3 separate regions of the Hordeum vulgare genome follow, and all the other regions are linked to region 1. The links are chromatin contacts, called in public Hi-C maps. All regions are on one chromosome and are shown on one strand. The core of a region is the stretch at or near the end of the contact, and the rest is flanking DNA. Distances in the headings are between cores, read along the strand shown. Region 1 holds the start of LOC123426246. Region 2 holds the start of LOC123426244 (ubiquitin carboxyl-terminal hydrolase 8-like). Region 3 overlaps LOC123426248 (fasciclin-like arabinogalactan protein 16).

Evidence for each region. Hi-C and Micro-C count contacts between places; a contact is called where the count stands out from the background.
Region 2: a contact with region 1 is called in a Hi-C map of leaf, with 4 times the contacts expected there. The contact joins the promoter of LOC123426244 here to the promoter of LOC123426246 in region 1. A contact is called at or near these places in 4 of 6 Hi-C or Micro-C datasets (leaf and seedling).
Region 3: a contact with region 1 is called in a Hi-C map of leaf, with 9 times the contacts expected there. The contact joins the enhancer-like site here to the promoter of LOC123426246 in region 1. A contact is called at or near these places in 2 of 6 Hi-C or Micro-C datasets (both in leaf).

What each region holds. Positions count from the first base shown.
Region 1 is chr2H:350,369,649-350,372,348 of MorexV3_pseudomolecules_assembly, reverse strand. LOC123426246 reads right to left here and starts at 1,335. Exons shown (of 1, transcript XM_045110046.1): 1 at 362-1,335. The coding sequence starts at 1,112. The coding sequence ends at 504. It overlaps LOC123426247 (CST complex subunit TEN1-like), which reads right to left and starts at 1,519. Exons shown (of 4, transcript XM_045110047.1): 1 at 1,398-1,519.
Region 2 is chr2H:350,088,578-350,091,471 of MorexV3_pseudomolecules_assembly, reverse strand. It overlaps LOC123426244 (ubiquitin carboxyl-terminal hydrolase 8-like), which reads left to right and starts at 1,380. Exons shown (of 12, transcript XM_045110043.1): 1 at 1,380-1,579; 2 at 1,665-1,892. The coding sequence starts at 1,467.
Region 3 is chr2H:350,856,034-350,858,895 of MorexV3_pseudomolecules_assembly, reverse strand. The region is part of intron 1 of LOC123426248 (fasciclin-like arabinogalactan protein 16); the gene reads left to right. Among protein-coding and RNA genes, the nearest start is that of LOC123426248, 7.5 kb to the left of the region's middle. Within about 2 kb of position 1,580, at least 2 of the 3 cell types and tissues checked have open chromatin away from gene starts, as enhancers often do. A contact at or near this core is called in leaf, where this site is marked.

The DNA.
Region 1 (2,700 bases), core at 86-2,585:
CAACACGTTTGAGCTTCTGAGATTGGCTACACTAATAAACAGAGGGCGAGCATAAGCATCAACGCTGCGCAAGAAAATGAGGGAACGGATGAAAAAGGGAAGCATATGCACAACCAATCCAATACAATACAAAATACATCATTTTAACATTTTGCCATGAAATTCTAATCTGAAACTTAACTTATCCTCTATTTTGCTCCTGACAGAAAACATATGAACTGTCTTGACCAAAACGTTGGTCAACAGCTATTATAATAACATACCTACTCCCTCCATCCTTTAAAGAGTGCACTTCCAACTTTGTTGGAAACTCAAACTTTTTTACTAGGTTTGACTGTATTTATACAATAATACACCAACATTTACGCCATCCAAGTAGTAGCATTAGATTCATGATAACATATATTTTCATCATGTAACTATTTGGTTTCACAAACTTTGATATATTGCACAAACTCGGTCAAACTTTGAGATAGTTTGACTCTTGTTGGAAGTACTCTCTTTCAAGGAGGGAGGGAGTGATGCGCACGGGCTAGAAGAGACCTAATAAAATCCACAACCCTGAGAGCGATTGCCTGTGTGCTGACCTCCGGGTCCGTTGTATCTACAACGATCCTCGGCACATCCCCAATGTCATAGTTTGTGCAACCTTGGTACCCTTCCACAAGCCTTTCTAGGTCGGCCCACGTCTTGGGCTTATGCCATCCATCGCCACCGTCATCGGCCAAGACGCCTCCACGCTCCTCCAGCCTGCGGCGCCATTCATCTTGGTTGCCTGGCCGGCATTCCACAACGATAACAAGTGCAGCAGGCAGGCGGGCCAGAGCATCGAGATGGGCTCGTCGCGACAGTGGGGAGTCGACGACGATGGACAGGCCAAGCCGGAGCTGCCTCTCGGCCAACCTCCAGAGCACGGCGTAGGAGAGGTCGTTGAGGATGCCGCTGCCGCCGCCGGCGCGCTCGAGGTGCAGGGTGCAGTCCCGCACGTCATCCTTGTCAAGGAGCGGGCATCGGAGCGCGGAGGCGATGGCACGAGCTACCGTGGACTTGCCTGACCCCGGGTGGCCCTTCATCGCCACCACCACCCCGTCCGCTGATTGTTCCTCGGACATGGGCAGAGGCCCCTGCTGCGTAAACAATTTAACAGCCCCAGTTGATGCGCTGGCTCGCTCCCCCCTCAACGCTCTAATGGTTTCTTGGCTCCAATTAATCAGCACACGGAGACAAGCAAACAGTTTGATCTTATCCCTAATTTAGCCAGAAGCCAAAAACGTCGCAATCTTATCTATCTAAGGTCCAGAAAGATCTAGGGAGAGATCCGACAAAAGAAACTCACAAAAGAAGCGGAGAAGGGGACAGATTAATAGGAAATCTGTGGCTGAGCGAAGTGTCAGTACCTGGTTTGAGGTGGTGACCCGCCGTGCTCGAGGAGGCGGTGGCAGGACAGGAGATCTCGGTTCGGAGGAGGAGCACAAGCACGCTGTGAATGTGAAAACTAGGCCGGAAGCGTATGCGTTCAGCAGGGACGCGTGCGTGTTAATATAATAAAAGATTATATAAAGGCTAGGAGTTTTTTTATATGAAACATCCGATTTCATTAATCCAAAGGTAGAACACAAACGCTGGCCTTCCTTACGTTTACATCATCCAACAATTCCTCACACCACAACTATTTGGAAGATTGCCTTTGTGCATCCATAAAAGCTAGATCATGGACGAGAATGTTACAACCCCTTAATGAAAAAAAAAAAAGATACATAGTTAAAATAGAGCCTGGCAAAGAGGCGAATATTCCTAAACATAATTCCTTCAAGAGCAAGGTCGAAATCGCTGCTCTGCACCGCCTGCATCAAGGATAGGCAGTCCGATTCGATAGTGATGTTCACCATACCCCAATCAACCGCCGTTTGTAAGACCTCAGAGCACGTTGTCGCTTTCGCCTGCATCAGACTTGCCAGGTGGGTGAGGTGACCAGCGCCTAAACCTCTCACCCATCTCGTACCACAAATCCCCAACCATCATTATGAGTTGAAGAGAAGAAGGACCCATCAATATTAAATTTAAGCTTGTCCCCTAGTAGCCTGCTCCAGCTTTGCTCCTCACTGGTTGAGTTTGGTCTTTCTTGGCTCGCACACAAGCTCAGACATTTAAAGAAACAGGTTCAAATTCTGGTTAGTAGATTATCAATCGACTCACCACGCTCTTTTGCATTTATCTTGTTCCACCTAGACCATCAACACCATAACATGCATACAACCAACACCCTTCTGATGTCGTCGAGCTCCAAGAGGATCTTGATCACTTCATTTGCATCATTGACCGCACACATACGAAGCCGGGTATTCTCCAGTTGCAGTCGGCACCAAACCTGTTTCACCTCCTTGCATCTGAGAAACAAGTGCGCCCCATCCTCATCAAGTCGCTTGTAGCAAACACAAAGCGTATCACACTCAATGCTCCTTCTCTTTAGCCCCATCAGCAAAGGCAGGCTATTGTGGGCAAGTCTCCAGACAAACCGTTAGCATTTTTGGCTCGCATTTGATGTCCCAGATTTTCCTCCAGTCTAGATCCCCTTGCTCAATGAACGAGGAGGAAGCCTGCTTAGCATCTCTTCTTCTAATGTATAGCTTGTATGCAGATTTAACTGAAAAGATGCCCTTGCTGTCGAAAAACCAAGCATAGAAATCTTCAAAGTCCTCA
Region 2 (2,894 bases), core at 131-2,630, 280 kb after region 1:
TCTTCTGATCCGGGATATCCTGCAACGTGTATCGGGCTAGCTCGTGGAACTCAACGTTGTACTTGTACACGGAATTGCCACCCTGCTTCAAACGCCTGAACTTCTCACGCATCTCCTCCACGAAGTTGGAAGGAATATAGTTGGACCTGAAGTCACGGCAGAACTCATCCCAAGAAATCACCCCTAGCGCCTCTAGAGTCCTTCAGCTGTTGCCACCAGATAGAAGTCTGCCCTTCAACTGGAATGTTGCAAATTTAACAAAATCCTCAGGACGAACATTGCTAAACTCGAAATGCTTGTTCATATCACAGATCCAATCCTTTGCATCAAATGGCTGGTCACACGAAGTGAAAGTCTTTGGCTGGTTCGACAGGAACTGACTCAGACTAGCAAACTGATTGCCACCATGCTGGAAATTGCCTTGCTCCTGATTAGCTCTCTCTTGCAACAACTGTAGCAGCATCTGGGTGTTTGCATTAGTAGCAGCCATCACCACTTGCCAGGCCTCTACAGGAGGAGGCGGCGGCGGAGGAGGATTCTCCGGAGGAGGAGGTGGTGGCGGCATATTCTCACGCTCTAGGTTCTGACGCATTGGTGGAGCCATCCTGAAGACGGGTAGCATATTAGCCCATAGAATAAATTGAAGATATTCCTGAATCAAAAGACAGGAATATCTGAACAGGAATAAGCAATTGCACTCGAACAAAATAGTAAGAATGCTTCCTTAAAGTGCCGGTCGACAAAATTCCGATAAAGACCACTGCAAACAAGTATGAGCTAGAACTGCTCAGAACAAACATATGATCGTTCGTCCGGTCGCGTGCGGGCCGCGTGCTCGCTGGCAGATGCTCGCAACTTTTTTTCGTTAAATTTGCTGTAACCGTATGTTTCTTTGATACAAACGTTTTTTCATGCAACTTTTTTTCTCATGTAAATTTGTTGCAACCAGCGTCATATTTGCTGCATATACGTTTGGTTACAACTCTAGTTCTTTAAATTTTTCGTTACGATCGATGTTTTTTACTTTTGCTACAACCGTGTTGATTTTTGCTACAACCGGCATCATGTTTTGCTGCAACTGTTCACTAAAAAGTTGCATACACGTCACGTAAATATTTGCTACAACCGGCGTTTGACTTTTGCTACCACGCATCATCAACTTTGTTTTTTTGCTACGATCACGTAGATATTTTTTTTGTTACAAATTTTATTTTTTGTTGCAACCGTTAAAAAAATTGTTGCATTACATCGAAATTTTGCTGTATAAAAAGAAAAATGTTGCATGCGGATCGAAGGAAGACGAAAGACGCGGGGTTAGATCGTGCGGCTCGCGCCAGCCGGTACAAAGTTTGGGCCGGCGCGCCGTCGCAGATCAGTCCCCAAAACAAAAGGCAGCAGCTGCCGAGCGAGCAAACCACCACCAGCTCACTCGCGCACGCATCCCAGATCAGAGATCCCATCTCGTCATGGCCACCGCCGCCACCGCCTCCGCCCCGGCCTCCGCCTCCACCTCCGCCGCCTACGACGCCCCCTCTGCCTCCTCCTCCTGCCCCGCCGCCGTCTGCCTCGTCCCTTTCAGGTACGCTCGTTCTCTCGCGCTCAACCTCCTCGCTGAAACCCCATAAGCAGGGCAGGGGTAACAATGTCCTGCTGCTGCTGCACAGGTGGTGGGCGGGGGTGCGCGAGGAGGCGGCAGAGGAGGGCGGGGTCCGTTACGCAGCCACGCCGGCGGCCTCACCCTCATATTATGGCCTCAGGCTTCTCCACAGCTTCCTCCACCCAGATCTCGTGCTGCGCCTCGACCGCGGGGAGTGCCGCGCCAGCGCAACCTCGGGAGGGAGCCGCAGCTACGCACTCGTCCCGGCGGACGAGCTCTCGCGAGCGCTCGCCAGGTCAGTCGGCCTCGCTCCGTATCCTCGTTTTTGTCTTGTGTAACAACTTGGATGCAATAATGCTCGAGGGGCAGAATCTAGAATGGTGATGCAATCGCATGAGCTGGCTTGTTGGTAGATTGAGCTCTAGTAGTAATGCGGTGATGATGGCAACACGTGAGTCTCATGCACTGACTATTTTGAATTCCGATCAAGTGCTTACGCTTTTTAACTTGGGGCAGGTGTTTCTGGTAGGAATGGGCATTCAGTTAATTGGACTTCCTATTATTGGTTAATTCGGTTACATAAATAATATGGATTTTCAGGGTTGAAGCCTAATTACTCAAACAAAAATGTGGAATTTTCTTTATTGTTTCCTTTCCGTATGAAAGGAGGAAGATCACAGAGGTGATTGGAATCGCACGGTATTCAATCAATGGAGATATTACATATATACCAGTACAAGCACACGCAGGTGCAGCCACTAACTCAACTACTGCCGCAACTAACTCCACTAAGCTAGTGCATGCGATAAGGACGCATATGACCAGGAGAATTGGTTACAGAGAGAGAGAGAGTTGAGGGAGAGAGCTACGTGGGTGCAACGGCTTGTGTGGGCGTGCTCCAACACCCCCCCTCAGTCACAGCGGTGCCATCGGAGACGCAAAGACTGGCCTTGAACTCATCAAATGCGGCAAAGGGAAGGCCCTTCGTCATGATGTCGGCGAACTGTTGCGATGTCGGAACGTGCAGAACGCGGACGTGACCCAAGGCGACCTTCTCCCGCACAAAGTGGATGTCAAGTTCAATATGTTTTTCCGCCGATGATGAACTGGATTTTGTGCGAGGTAGACGGCGGAGACATTGTCGCAGTACACCAGTGTAGCCTTGGCGAGGTTGACGTGAAGCTCATGCAGAAGTTGGCGTACCCATCAGCACTCGGCGACGGCCCGATACTCGGCCTCCGCACTGGACCGAGACACTGTAGGTTGTCGCTTGGACGACCAGGAGAGCAGCGAACCG
Region 3 (2,862 bases), core at 331-2,830, 490 kb before region 1:
GCGCGCTGGTCGCGGCGATGGCGGTGACGGTCACAGACACGTCGAAGCAAGGGGACTCGCTGACGATGCCGACGATCCTAGTGCGGTAGTGTCCTTGCCATCGGGGGAACCCGCTCCCGGTCCGTCTCTACCTCTGCGTCTAGTACTGCGACACCCGACCCAGGACAGTCGCGTGGGTAGCCAACCGCGTTGTGCGGCTACCGTGTCGTTCACGCCTCATAGGGGCGAGCTCTGCGTCCTTGACGACGCCGCCAAGGACGACACGCCCATGCTTTGCCAACATCGTTGTGTGGGGGCTACGAGGCCGTTATCCTCGACTCCGGCAGTCTCCAGGTGCGTGACGTCGACGGGCAAGCCATCTCAAAACACGAAAGCGACGGGCTCAGGAAAATCCTGCTCTGCGCGGCCACGAGATCGACAGCGCTGGGTGGATGGGGTAGGCAGGATATGCAACAGACTCACACGAAGGAGGAGGACGCCGAAAACTTCCGTTTTGTGTCCGCCTTCAACCTAAATGTGGTTCAAATTTAGAACAAAAATGGAAATGTGGTTCAAATTTAGAACAAAAATGGATCGACGAGGATAGAAACGCACATGATTTGAGATCAGGTCTTTGCGTTGGACCATCGGTCCTTATCCACGGAGACAAAAAGACATGGACTGGACGGAGGAAGGGAGGAAATGAATCACACGGAGTTGCTCTCAGTAAGGCTGGTTGTAATGGGTAGTATCATATACTAGTATCATGCATATGATACTAGTGTATGATATCACATCCGTAATGCATAATACTCATAATATGTTAGTATCATAGGATAGTTCATTTATTGCCATGCAAGACATATAATAACACATCATTTAATACGATACAATATCATAATATGATACTCAACCCTCTCATTCTTCATTTAATTCTATGCCACCTCATCGAAATTGCTTAGTTGACATGCATGATACTACCTATGATACTTTCATTACGGATAGCCTAAGAGGGTGCTTGGATCCAAGAGACTAAAATTAGTCTGACAAAAACTAGTCTTTTTAAAAGGCTAAAGTTCCAAGCACCCCTGACTAAAGAGAAGCTAAAACTAGTCTTGAGGCTAAAATCTTTTAGTCAGGGGTACCCCTATTAAAATGTGCATTAGTCCTCTCTCTCTTCATTTAACTCCTCATGCAAGTTCTGGATTGGAGGGTTTGGAGGATAATAAATGCTCATTAACTTGATTTTAGTCTCTTTAGTACTTGGATCCAAGCATGGGTGAAGCTAGCAAGTTTTAGTCTCATTACTTTTAGTCATGAGACTAAAACGTATCCAAACACCCTCTAAATGCCGCAGAGGTAGAATTTCTTACATTAAGGGGAGGGAGGGGCCCCACCCCTTGAAATCAGGAGGGCCGATGTTTAGTTGAAAGGAATGGTCCTAAAGTTCCGTATTTAGTCCGTTGACGTAGCATTTTTGATTTCTTACTGAAGCACGTCGTTCGATTTGGTGAAAATGGTTGGTGGCACGTTCTGGGTAGGAGTACGAATAAACAAGAGAGAGGCGCGGAAGAAACCGCGTGTGAGCGCACCGCATTGCATGGGGGAGACAGCAAGCGCTGAGCTATGCATTAACATCGATGTCTCAACTCTAAACCTCAACCTCAAGTGGTGGTGAGCTGGCCCCGCGTTGCCAGTATTACGGGATCGATTCAGCGGGAGGACGCGCATACCGAGGAGGCCATTATCAGGACTACATACAGCTGTTCGTGCTGGTCGAGTATTTAGGAAGACATAGAAGTCACCTCAGCAAAAATATAATGTCTCAGTTAGTTAATAGGAAGAAAAATAAATTAAATAACATAGCTAGTTACGATAATTCGACCCTGAGCTTGGGCTCATCTGAACCTGATGAACAGTACCATAGCTTACAGTAGAAAAAAAGTTAAAAAAATCAAAACTTTTATGATGCAAGATGCTCTCGTGCGTGAACTTCATATAATTTTTTGTGAAGTTTGGGCACTCGAGGAACTCGTGACAAAAAAGATAAAATCAGGTGTGAATAGTCTCATATGATTTTTATAAGTTTCTCATACATTCAAAATTTATCTTCTTTGCCACGAGCTCCTCAAATGTCCAAAAGAAAATTGTAAGGTGTTCCTGCACAGAAGCATATTGCACATTTTTTTTTGGATTTTTTGAAGTTTCTTTCTATTTCAAATCACGGAGCTCGGGAGCCAAATTGCTGCTCTCAGTTACGATAATTCAACCTTAAGTAACATAACATATATCAAGACAAGATGAATTTATAAGTTAATAAATGAAAGATTTAATGTTATTATCCTATGTTACTACCTAGTGTGAAGGTAGTAATTTAAACTAGTAACATATATGCATACTATCATTTTATGTTACTTTTCATTGTGGATAGTCTGACCCGTGGGTAAGTGGCCTCTCTGCTTTGCTTGCTTGCTTGTTGGTGCCTGCGAAAATAGTGTCGCGTGACACAAGAGATGTTTTTTTCCTCGACGAATAAGCCTTGAGATAAAAGATGGTGGAAGGTATTTCCAAAGTTTTATGAGAATACCGCGGTTTCTGAAACAAACCATAGTTTTGAATACTTAGATGTGTTTGGCTTCAGCAGAAACTGAAGTTTTGTAAACCATAGTATCCTAAAAACAATGGTATTTTTGCTGTATCAAATAAAGAGGGCCCGGTCTTTTTTTTCTAAACAAAACAAAACGCGCTTCACGTCGCTGTCTATGTCGAGATAACTATATCAAATTATATCGTCTCCTACTTTTCCTCAATCTGTTATCTCGTAAAATAATTCTAATATGTTTCTTGGTCTCTTAGGGTGCTTCTTCTTCTAGCTGGCCTCAC